Regions from separate parts of the Strix aluco genome. Here region 2 is linked to region 1. A link is a contact called in public Hi-C data. All regions are on one chromosome and are shown on one strand. The core of a region is the stretch at or near the end of the contact, and the rest is flanking DNA. Distances in the headings are between cores, read along the strand shown.

Region 1 (6,309 bases), core at 1,498-3,997:
CATCCATAATCTTGTGTAGTCTCTCCTGCTTCTTGGTAGCCATCCATAATGTGACAAGAACTCACAACTAACACTTCTCAATCCCCCACCTTGTTTTCTACCTCTCTTACAATAGCAGAAGCAACTGAATTGGCACAGCTGCCAACAATGTCCATGTTACACAGTATTGATTCATTCTCTGAGCACCTATTCATTTTGGACATGGAGTAGGACAAGGTAGGGTGTGTGGAGGGGGAGTAATAATTTAATTAGAGACTAGGCCTACAGAGCAAGGAGTATGGCATTGACATACTCTTTATTCTGAAATATAGAGGATACATATTTGACTTCAACCAAGGGGGTTAGTAAGTAAGCTTTGATACAGTTTTATGTGTCCTGCTGTCATCCACTGCATGGCCTACCTGTCCTTTTACTCATTTTCTTTTATGTCCTCACTGAGTAAATGTTAATTTACTGTATGCAAAGGAGAAAAGGTAGATTTGAAAATAAGAAAGCTGTTCAATGTCTGTTTTTAGAATCTCAAAACAATTCAGACACTCATCTTTACAAGATGGTAATCTCAGTCCTAAGTAGGATTCATATTTTTGAGCTTTCTGGGTATGTCACAGATGGTATGATATCAAGGCTCTAATTCAGCAGTGGTATTTACTTGTCTAGACCTGTATCTGGTATTTGGGCCAGTGGATCTCAGAAAACTGGGCTGCACACCTAACACTCCTGCGTAACTTTATGTAGAGAACTGTGAACCTTCATGGCAAATAGATTTAACATTTAGTTTGGGAAAAACACTTTTAATTTTCGGTAGAAAAAGTACATAGTGGGGGGGAAACGTGCTCCATAACAAGGTGTGAACCTTTAGGCCAACAGTCTTTTTCTGAAAAATCTGATGGGGCTTCAGACAGGGTTTTGTATCTTCTGTAGCTGCTTGATCCAGTCTCTGCACTCTGCACCTTCCACACTGCAGCAGATGGAGCTTTCAGAAGAGTAAACTGTGAGTTTTACCTTGTAAGTGGCTGTACCACAAGCAGAGTAGCTTATTTGCAGAATGGAGGCATCTGCATATACAGGTCTTCTGCCAAGACTCGATCTGGAAATGCAGGGTCTGCAGTAAAATTCATTAAAAACCCCTGAAGCTGGAGTCTCTCTCCAAAGAGCCTAAAGGCTGTTTAGATGTATAAGGAAGATCAAAAGAGAAAGGGGAGGAAGGAACACAGCTTTAAAGTTAATTTTATTGTGGAGTGGTGTAAAAAAGATGATTCCTGATTTACCAGTTTTCAATTTATTAAAAAATATATTTTAGAGAGAGGATGTCATGAAAGCTTCCTTATATGAAGATCTATCAGTTACTTAGGAAAAGCCTGAATTCTAAACATAGGAAAAATCAGAGCTTGTGGGATGTAGGGTTAGACAGTTGATGTTGTAATAAGCTGTCTAGTCGCTTAATAGTTGAATCTCAACATTAATTTTCAGATTTTTCCTGGAGGCATTTGTTCGAATAACTTTTGTGTTTTCAAACTGGGAAAATGATCTGTAAAGGGTTGGTTTGTTGTGCAATTAAGCACAGAATATTTTTAGTTAAATTCCATGGCATTGTTTTTTCTACTATTTTTATTATTTTTAAGCTAAACTTGCACATATATATATAAAAAAGTAATAATTTCCAATTCACACTGCAGAAGATACTGCATGTTTTTGAAAGTAATGTCTCTCTTCAAACAGTGCCCACAGATGACAATGACTCTACTAACAGGCAAATTATTACTTCTTGGAAAAGCCAGATCTTAAACTGATGTGCTAATGAAATCTGCATACCGAGTGTGATGCTAAGTACAATTTCGATGTGTATGATTTAATTTTTTTTTTCTTTTCAATTGCATTACCCTTGTAGACCTGTGGAAGCAATAAAACCAGCATTCCCTCTAGTGGCCACTAGCAGCATGTTTCATGGGACACAAAGCTTGCAGAGAACTCTAAATACGGAACCATTTCAATCTAAATTGTAAAGTTAACTTTTGCTTATTTTCTTGCACAACTATGTTAGCGTGCCTGAAAGTCAGAACTGTTGTAGGTAGCAAATTACAAGAAAAGCTCTGATACAGGATTTAGGACACATTCACATGATTGGGATGATGCTGAAAATAGGGTAAGGAAGAAATGTTTTTCTTGGAAAAATCCCAACAGTTGCAAAATCTTGAAACCCTCCATCAGTTTCTAAAATCGTATCGATTATTTCTGAATTCTGCCTGTATTTGCTTTGTATCGGATCATGCATAGCGATGCATTTCATGAGGATTTGGCCTCAGATTAGGAGTCCATTCTTCTCCCTGCAGTCTGAGGTACTGTGTTGAGGCAACTCTTGTAGCATCTGTAGTCTCATTTCTCTGTCAGTAACACAGCTGTAATGTCTAAACAAACCAGGTTGGTACTTTGGCAATTAAATGTATGGGAATGCCTGGGAAACACTAATGGACTGATAAACCATTATTTTTTCCCCAGCACCTTTTATTTTGAACCTAAGCCACCGTGAATGTCTTTTTACTGAAACGAAACGAGGGCAGGGGCTGGAGCCGGGAGCAGGCGCAGCTGCTGACTCATTCTCTGACCTTTAGCAACTTCCTTTCACCTCTGCACGCCGCAGCCTTTATTTGGCGAAACGCGAGCGCGGCCCGTTTCGTAACAGCGTTTCGGAGCGCTGATGAATGGTGGTAAATCAGGAAAGGTGCCGGGCACCCCCGGGCATCGTTACAGGCCGGCACCAACCTGGGGCCCAGTCCCCCTCTCCGCGCTGCTGCCGTGAGTCAGCGCCCCGCCGCGGAGGCCGCCGCCATCTCGGGGCCCGCGCCTCCCCCGCAGCGGCGACAGCCAGAAGCGTCCTCCCGCCGCAGGAGACCGGGGAGGCCGCCCCTGCGCTGCCTCCCCCCGCGGCAGCACCAGGTCAGGCAGCGCCTCTCCGCGCTTGGGTTTGCTGCGGGGTGGGGGGCCCTGCCTGCGGGCAGCCTCGCCGCCGGCGGCCGGCCCCGCAGCGCAGGCCCTGGCGGAGGGCGGGGGGCTGCGGGCCGTGGCGGCGGAGGCGCGGTACACGTGTCCCTGTGACTCTTGTTTACTATCAGCCGAGCGCCGCGCGGGGCATCCTGGGGGCTGTCGTCTTATCGCGTCCAAGTTGGCAGGCGGTGGCGGCGGCGAAGACTACAGCTCCCAGAATGCATCTCGGCGAGCCGGCGGAGGCATTGGCCAATCGGGGCGCTGTCTGGGGGTGATTGATGTGCGGCGCGGTGCAATCTGCTACGCAGGAGAGTCAAAACATGTCCGCCCTCCGGGCGGGTTCCTGATAGGCAGGTCAGCCAGCCAATAGGAAATGGCTGCGGCTTGAGCAACGTCGCCTTCGACCACTCGGCGACCAAACACCGCCAGACTGGGGCGGGACTCCATTGTGGGGAGGAGGCGGGGGGGGGAGCCGAGGGGAATTTGGTAATGGCGACGGGTTTGGTAAGTGCTATAAAGTTTGGAGCTGCCGCTTTTGGGGGGCTGCGAGGCCCCGGCGGGGGACGGGCGGGGTCCGCCGGGCCAGAGGGGAGCGGCGGCGGCCGCAGGCCGAGCCGAGGAGGCCGTTGGGTCCTGGCTTTTGGCGGCGGTGGGAGCCTGGACATTGTTTACTGGGCGCCTTCCCTCACCGGCCCGGCGGAGCCGCCACCCTCCTGCACTGCTGGGCTGACACCCGCGGGGTGCGCGGGGCCGCCGGCCCCTCTTGGGGTCTTCCAGCTGCGGCGCCAGACCGCGAAAGCGGGGGAAATAGAGCTGGTGTGTGTCCCCCCCCCGCTTTTTTTTTTATCCCCGGGGAACGCCCGCCTGCCCCAGTCTGTCAGAGCGAGGGCGCTCTGCCCCGCCGCGGGGAGCAGCGCCTGTTTGGGGAAGGAGGAGGGGGGGAACTTTTAGCCAGGTGAGCCCCGCGCCGGCACGGTTGGCGGCTTCGCCCGGGGGGCAACAGCGGGGTCGGGGGGGGGGGGGGGGGGGGGGGCGCTCCCGCCGCCTCCCCCCCGGGCAGGCCGAGCTGTTACGCAGTTCTGAATGAATGGGGCCTTGCGCGCATGCGCGGTGCCGGCGGGCGTTTATAAACAAGGGCAGCGTCCAGGCGGGATCACATGACGGGCGGGAGGGGAGGGGGGAGCGCGCTCCGGGCGCGGCCTCGGCCCAGCCGCGGGCGCTGCGGGCCCGGGGGCTGCCCCGCGACGGGACGGGGGGGCAATGGGAGAGGGTCTGTCGGGGGATGGGGTCCCCTTCGGCCGCCGCGGGTCACATACTGATGCGTGCTCACGCACCTTTAATTCCGCTGTAAATATTTTCCTTGTGTGATGAAAGTGATGTTTGTTGTGCGACGGGCGTTCACATGGTGTGGGGAGGGCAGTGCTTCCTCCGCGGCCCTCCTGGGGAGGGGGGAGACATCCCGTGGAGCTGGGTAGAAGGTACGGTTCGGTCCGTGTAAAGCGAAAAGGCCGTCTGGACAGAAACATGAATCATGTTCTGTGCTCATCTGAGGCTGTGTGTGTCTCTGCAGCCTTTTTCTGGCACAGCTGTGCGAGTCAGGGATGTGGAGCAGGATCCATGATCAAAGCAGCTGTGCCAATAAAGTCTCTGGTGTAGATCCAGTCTTGCCAGTATGTTGTGTTTTGCTTGGAGAAGCTGCTCTCTGTACTAAACTCCATCCAGTGAATTGCTGCAGGCATAGAGCTTGCCTGTGACTTCGGCGGTAGGTTGGGGGAAGGAAGGCAAATACCAGAAGGAAAACCACGGGAAGCACTTCCACCCAGGGATTCATGCACAGTGTGGTTTGGGTGGATGCTGCGCAGTTCCTGCTGAACCCCTTCTCAGCCACAGTCTTTATTTACTTTTGTCCCGAATTTTTTTTTTGTCCATCAAAAATAGACATGGTTTAATTAATACGCTCTTTGTTAATATTGCCATTTGTTTTAGCATGACAAATTGACTTACTTTAAAGCACAAATTCATAAATAAATAAGTTTAGCTTTAAAAAAAAAAAAAGGTGGTATAGTCCTGTGAGGCATACTTCTAGAAAATACCTGTCAGGACAAGTTTTGAACATGAAGTTGAATTAAAAAAAAAAAAAATCATCAAGCTAATTAATGACCATTCCCCTTAATGTTCCAAAACATTGAAAGGCTGAGGACAAGAGAAGCACACAACGTCCCAAGCAGGCTTTAATCAGGTAGAATAAAAAAATTGAAAAGCAAAGCTGGACACTTCCTTTGTTTTTCTTTTTAATTAATTTGTTAGAGGAATTTTTGGGTTTTGTACACGAGTGACTTTGGTTTAAAGAAGTTCTTGTGACTTGGAAGAACAATTAATTTCTCAAGCAAGTACCTTTCTTGTCAGACTAGCGTGTTGTGTCTGCATCTTATCTCTGACCTTCAGTGTGTTGGGATACCAGGGCAGGTGCTTTCAGATCTTGGCAGCTGGCAGGAAGGAAGGAGAGGGTAACATTCCCAAAATAAGTTAGCTCGTTCATTTTGGCAGGAAAATGGGAAAGGAAGAGAGAAAAAATAGAGGGGAAAACAAGGCATAAGAGTGGAAAGGAAGGACGTAGACAAGCTAGAAAAACAAGGAGTGGCTTTTCAGAGTTGATTACTTGGAGATAATCATCAAGGTCCTGATGTGCACTACTGAGGTCTGATTTTTCTGTTCAGAAATGACTGAGCATTCTGCTCTTGCGGTGTTCTGTAATTTTACTGACTCTCATGGGTGATAGAGGAGTAATTTGCATTAAAGATGCTGCTTGGAGGTGAAATACATGTCATTGATAGTTTGACTGTTTAATCTCATTTCTCTTACCTTCCCTATCCACCTCGTTAAAAATCAGAATTGCGCTGTTGTAGATCTTGTAGTAGCACCATTTGAGTAGAATCAAACATCTTTTTGTGTTTGGTATGCAAGTTTATGTAAGTTTTGCAGTAAGTATTTGAAAGGTTAGGAAATGAGAAGGTCAGAAATTTTCCAGTAAAAAAAAAATTACTGCTTAGGTCAGGCCTCTTCTGGTAGGGCCAGTATCTAATTCAAAGGGTTATGTCTGAACTATACTATGTGCAGGACAAGCTGCAAAACGAATGAAACAAATTCATAGAATGAGTAAAAACATGGAATATTGTTAATATTGGCTGTATACACACAATACCTTTTAGCTGTTTATTAAAATAAAGCTGGGTTTTTTTCGTAATTGTTATCAGATGGCTTTTTATGCATTATACTAAAGGAACCTGCAAGATGACAGGCTTACTGTTTCACATGAAAATATTAGAC
Region 2 (6,309 bases), core at 2,431-4,930, 350 kb before region 1:
ACACAAGAGTAAGACATCATGCAGTATGAACACCGAGCTTCATGGAGCCTGCTGACATTCCCTCGCAGCTTTCTAGCAACAAAGACTTTGACTTCAAACGCTTCCCTTTTTCAGTAATACTGTGTCATTAGCGGAAAACTTTATTATTAAAAGCATTGCTATACTGGGCATTCACACAAAGATGTTCCCCACGTAACACTGCATTGATGAATCTCTTGAAAGTCTTATTATCCAAAGAATTAAAAACCAGCTGTTATTTATCAGCAAAATGCATGCACACCACACCATATGCCCATGCCCAGACTCTGAGGGGATGGCATATAATACCCAACACACAGGAGGAATTATACTGTTGGGGGATTTGGCGAAGCTTAAGAATATGCAACAAAGTATACAGGAAGAAAAAAGCCTAACTGATGTAAAAACATGTATCTTGGTATGGGGGTTAGAGATAAAGTGGACAATTTGAAGCCCGGCCTCAAAATCCTAGAGCACTTGTACAATCCAGTAAGCCCCAGCTCATAATGGAAGCTCAGTCCTGGCTTCAGTGTGTAGCAAGTCTCTGAAATTCACCCACTCGGAACTATTTCTATCTAGAAATAATCAAGTATACTAGAAATTAGCATGATGCTCAGCTGTTTTTCAAAAACAGCTTTTAAGATTTTTGAAACTCAATATTTGATAACCTTCTATGACGTAAGAGGAAACGTTTTATGATGAACACACAGACAGGAAAATAGTTTAGAGAGAGGGGAGGGTGGATTAACTGTCAACAAACAACTCTTTGCCTACCAAATTACTTTGTTTCTGCATTTTTATAGGCCCTAAACCATTAACCAACTTTCTCTCCACCCCAAATTTTGAACTGTAGCAACAGAGAACTGGAACACTGGAGCTAACACTCAAACTAATGAGTTGTGACAGATATGACCCTGAGACACCAGAACTTTTTACTCATGGACAGCTGCCTAAGCTAGGGTTGTACTGTTTAGGATGGTCTCCACTTTTTTTCTTTTCCCCCCCCCGAGCTGTTTATTTCCACATGACTTTCATCACCGACATTAGTTTGTATGGATTGGCATCTACTGCAATAGGATCACCAAGTAAGCTTCTGAACTGATATACGTTTTTCCTCAGAGTCTGCATGTTACATGTGGTACTGCACACAAACAGATGCTACAGTTGTGGATACAGCAGAAATATCAAAAAAAAGAAAACCACACAAAATCAATTCTCATTTTTAATTGCTAGTAAGAGTGTTTGGTAACTCCTGTAGAAAGCTTAAATGTTGCAAACTACCAGATATTTTAGTGCAATTGTTACTGAAAGCGCTCTCACTGAGTGCGTTTCACTGATTAGGAAATGACAGTATCATCCAGGGAGAAGATAAGTGATGTTTGCTCATATTACCTAACAAGATAAAAGAAACTACTTGTTTAAGTATTGCTCAAAGATGTTGGAGTTCCTAAGATTCGGAAAAAAAGCATACAGGAAGAGAGACAAATTGAATAGTCCTAAAAAAGCAAAGCAGACATTTCAACTGGTTTTAATATAATACCAAATGCTCCTGGCTGCCACAAAAAAAAAAAAAAAAAAAAATCTCATCTAAATTCAGTTTTAAACTGGAGAAAAAAAAAACCCACAACACAGGTCTTTATTTGACCTCTAAGATTTCTACCACTTCTGGAATGTTACTAAATCATCTTTCCTATGAAACAGCAAACAGAACAGAAGCAAACTGGTCACCTGTCACTCCAGCACTCCTCACTACCACTAATCCTAGAGCAGATCCGATGAATTTAGAAAAAGTAATGTGCAAATTAGATTTAAAATAGATACCGTTTAAACCCAGGCCTACAGTATTTGATGTGATTAGTCTCAGACATGAAGGAAAAGCAGATCTTCCATATTTGAGTAAGTTTGATAACGAACACTTAAACGTAGTTCTTAAAGAGCGCTGTATCTAGATTAAGCCCTTAATGAAAGCAGTTTTGCGAGCCCTCAATAGCAGCGTTAGGATGCTCTGACTGAGCTGCTCTAAGATTATCAGCGTGTTCCAGTCTGCCAACACACTTTCCCACAAACAGCAACAATAAATGTTAAGAATTTCTTTATAAAAAGAGCATCTTTATGTAATATCATATAATAATATCATCACAGAAGAGCTAGGAAAGGTATAACAGCACAAGTCAGCAATCGGAGCACGTACTGAGGCTTGTACTTTGGTAGTTAGCCAGTAACAAGACCTGGCCACAACATCGTATTTGCTTTTTTTCAACTGTTCTATCTAGAAGTGCCCTCCCCCCAGAAACCTGTCCCAGAGGTCAAATCTTTAAAGAGCTATAACATAATAAATGCTTTATAATGACAAACAGGACTATTCCTGTAGCTTTGTTTAGGGCACCAACAATCTCTTCGACATTGCAACGCAGCTTCTGAAGGAAAAAAGTTTTTCAGTCTAGGAGACACAGGACACAGCTGTACGAGCAGACTCGGGGAGTCACACTCTGGCTCTGCCCAGTGTCTAGAAGCCGTATGCTTATGTTAATGCAACGCTGCGCAGAAGTAGGACTTGGGCCTGGACATACTCACATTGTGAAGCATGTCAAGAGCTTCTGGGTCAGAAATCACCAGATCGGAGCGCGGACAGCGCGCCTGTACTTGGCCATTGCTATCAAGCAACACTATTGTCAAGTAATTTCAGGGAACGAAGGGAGGATTGGGAGGTGTGATTCCCTACTCGGGACAAACACCTTGCCTAGCAAATTTGACACCGCAAGGACCAGAAACGAAGCAAGGGACTACAAAATGCGTATTTTGAGTCAGCCGGTTCCTTAGAGCACTCTGCATCACAACCAGGTCCGAAACTGTGGGCAGACAGCAACCGGCACAGTTTCACCGCCCGAGTTGAGCGAAGTGGGAGAAAGGAGACACGGAAAAAAAGAGTAACTGCGCTGCTCTCTTTCCACCCTCCCACCGAGGCAACATGTGCGCCCGCTCCCGTCGCCGGCAAGGCCAGAGGATGCTCGGCGGCGGCAGGCGGCCCCCGCCATGGCCGCCCCTCGCGCCCTGCCCGCCCCGCTCCTCGCCTGCCGGGCGGCGGGACGGCGGCGCACACCCCACCCGCTTTCACTTTCTTTTCTCGCCTAGCCGCCAGCGGCGCGTCCCCGGCAGCGCGGCCCCGGGCACCCCGCGGGGGAGCGGGCTCGGCCGCCCCCTCCGCGGCGCGGGGCGGCGGGAGGCAGCCCCCGGCCGGGCCTCCGCGGCGCCCCCCTCGCGCCGCCCCGAGGCCGGGCACCCTCTCACGCCGCGGCGTGACGGGGTGTGTGTGTGTGTGGGGGGGGGGGCCTCCGAGCCCCGGCCAGGAGGGCAGGGGAAGGGAGCCGGCGGGGACGGTCTGTGCCGGCGCCCCGCGGCGTGGAGCGCCCCGGCGCCAGGCCCGGCGGGTCCGGTGCGGCGGCGCTAGGGCGCTCGCAGAGGTGACCCCCCCCTCCCGCCCGCCGTGCTCGCGCCCACCTTGTAGGAGTCGGTGGCGAGGAGGATGTTGAACTCGGCCCCCGCCGCAGCGCACTCCATGTCGCCGAGCCCGAGGAGGCGTCGCCGCCCGCACGGACAGGACTGGGCTGCGCCGCCGCCGCCAGGCGCTCGGTGCGGGGGGAGAGAGGAGAAAGGGGGAACGGGGCCGGGGCGGGGACAAGGGGATTACGGCCGGGGGGCGGGGACCTCGCGCGGCTTCCTGCGCCGCTGATTGGCTGCTCGTCTCCGCCGCCGAAAGAGGTGCCGTGAGGTCACTGCGCGGGCGGGGCGGGGCCAGGGCGCCAGGCAGGCTCTGATTGGTCCCGCCGGCCGGCCGGTGCAGGGGAAGGGAGGAGCGGGCCGTGGCATCACGGGAGGCGGGGCAGAGCCCCGTGCTGCACGTTCTCTTTCATTGGATTCCGGGGGGAGGGCGGGAGAGGCGGGGCTGCCCGCGGGACGTCACCGCGCGGCCGGTGCGCGCTCTGCCGCTATTGGCCAGCAGCGCGGCGGCAGGCCAGGCAGAGCGGGCGAGGCCTCCGGCGGCCGCTGGACGGGCGGGAGCGCTGTGCGCATGCGCGGGGGGCCACCCGGTTTCGATTCTCTGTGGCCACCGCCTCCGGGCGGCGGTTACGGGAAGAGGCGGGTGGTGGCCTCGGCCCCCGCCGGGCGGGAGGGGCGGCCCTGGCCAGACGAACCCCGAGGTGCAGTGCCCAGGGTCAGCTGCTCTGCCGGGAGCACGGCGGCCGTGAGGGAGGGCCGGCTTCCCGCCCTCCGCCCGCCTCCCCAGGCCGTGAGGAGCCCGGGGCCCTGTGCCGCAGCGGGCCGTGTCCGCCGCCGGCGGGGCTGTGGGAGCTGCCTCGGGGGAAGGTGCCGGCAGGCGCACTGATGGCGAACAACTGCTGAAGTGAGGGCAGGGCTGGCTGTGCGGGGCGGCTGCCCGGCGGGTGGGCAGCCTGGTCTCGACCGCCCCTGGGGTGAAGGGGGAGCTCCTCTGAGGAGGAGCGAGCCCGTGAGGACGAGGTGGTTCGGAGGACAAGCCCCTCAGGAGCGACACAGACACGGCTAACGGCCTGCCTGCCACCACACTCGTGCCGGGAGAGCACAAGTGCAGCAGCTATTGATTACACAGTATCTAAGCTTGAGTCAGGGCCCTTGGGTGTGCATGGTGAGGAGGAGAAAGGAGAGGAGCACGTATGCTGGGGGAAGGAGATGGAGTAACGAGGTGGAGACCTTGGGGGAAGTAGAAGACACATGTGGGTACTTGAAAAAGCTGCAGTAGCCATAAGGAGAATGATGACCCAACGGCGAAGTGTAGGACCTGCTGCTCCAGTCAGGCCTCCTGTTCTCAAGGTGCTGGGATTGCTGTGTGGGAAGGGACTCCCTGGCATCTAAATCTCTGTCTCTACCTCTACTGTTCAGAACCAGTTGCTCCAGTGGAAGAATAAGATACTTTTCTATAGCACAATACTTCCTAGCCCTCTTTTAAGTGGGTGTTGATCTGAAATGACATGTAAAGATATATATGCTTTTCAAAAGCTTTTATACTCATTATAATTGTAATTGGACTTCTGTGTCAATACTTGATGTTTTTGAATCATATTTAGCTATAATTTGAGTTGTGCTGTGACAACAGGAAACATTCCTTCTTTTCGAGCAAGGTAGCAAATATGGTTTCTGGCACAATCATGGCTCTTTCATGATGAGAAGATGGTCTTCTTGCTCTCTGCTAGTTAGGTGTATGGATAAATAATAACATTAAATATTGACCATACTACTGATCAGTACAGCATTAAAAAAGCTGCTTAATTAGCCTTTTCTGTAAAACCATTGGTGAATTAACACTTAGGTTGACATTTGATGATCTACAAATCCAACCCCAAAATTGTATAACTTTAAGATGATTATGATTCAGAAAAGATGGTTTTCACCAGACAGATTTTCATAGAAATGTAAATATCCAAGAAAATTGCAAACAATAAGATCAGAAATGGGATCCAGATATTTTGGACCTGATTCCACATATGTTCTGGTTGATCCGTAATTGCACTGTGAGCTACATTCTCCTTTTGATTACGCTTGTGTGCCCCTGCTGACTTCAGCATGCTCTTGCTTTATGCCATTTCATGTGAGAGAAGCACCAGGTCTTTTTTTTTTTTAATTGTGAGTGCTTACTATTAAACTATTTACTTACTGTTTAAAAAAAAAAGTAAATACTGACATCTACTAACAATAATCAAGCTATATGAAACTACTTTCATTAGTTTTCTCAGGAGGGAAAGGATTCCCAGGGAGCAGGAAAAAGTCAGTGAAGCAGTTGGAAACATGAAGAGAACATGTATATCAGGAGTTTGCTGTACACTTCCCTCTGCCAGCTTGTCTATGTGCTCTTTTCCAACAAAATCTGGGAGTAGCAATGGTAATTGCTGTTATTGCTATTATCCACCATGGACTTGCAACTAACCTGTCTTAGATTTTCCGCTTCCATCACATAGACACAAAGTTATCTTCTTACTACTTCTTCCCCTTCATAGCAAAAAAAAGTTGACATTTCCATTTTCTTTCTCAGGGCTCTCTGTAGTTTTCCCTCTTCTTACCTCTTTGTCTTGTTTGTTGCTGCATAGCCAGCTTGGTCTGCTCTCTTTCATTGGCAAAACTTCTTAAAGTCCTATTTACATGCCAATCTAGAAAACTGTTCTTTTTCCACATCCTCCTTAAATAGAAAATGATTTTTTTGAAGTTGTCCAGACTTGACTCCTCCTTAACTCCTTCTGAGGATTCCTTTTGTGGAGTGTT

Evidence for each region. Hi-C and Micro-C count contacts between places; a contact is called where the count stands out from the background.
Region 2: a Hi-C map of heart shows a contact between it and region 1, with 14 times the contacts expected there. The contact joins the promoter of NAMPT here to the promoter of HBP1 in region 1. A contact is called at or near these places in 2 of 2 Hi-C or Micro-C datasets (brain and heart).

The regions. Positions count from the first base shown.
Region 1 is chr5:73,442,380-73,448,688 of bStrAlu1.hap1, reverse strand. HBP1 (HMG-box transcription factor 1) reads left to right here and starts at 2,747. Exons shown (of 11, transcript XM_074827784.1): 1 at 2,747-2,934.
Region 2 is chr5:73,792,576-73,798,884 of bStrAlu1.hap1, reverse strand. It overlaps NAMPT (nicotinamide phosphoribosyltransferase), which reads right to left and starts at 3,680. Exons shown (of 11, transcript XM_074827802.1): 1 at 3,517-3,680. The coding sequence starts at 3,576.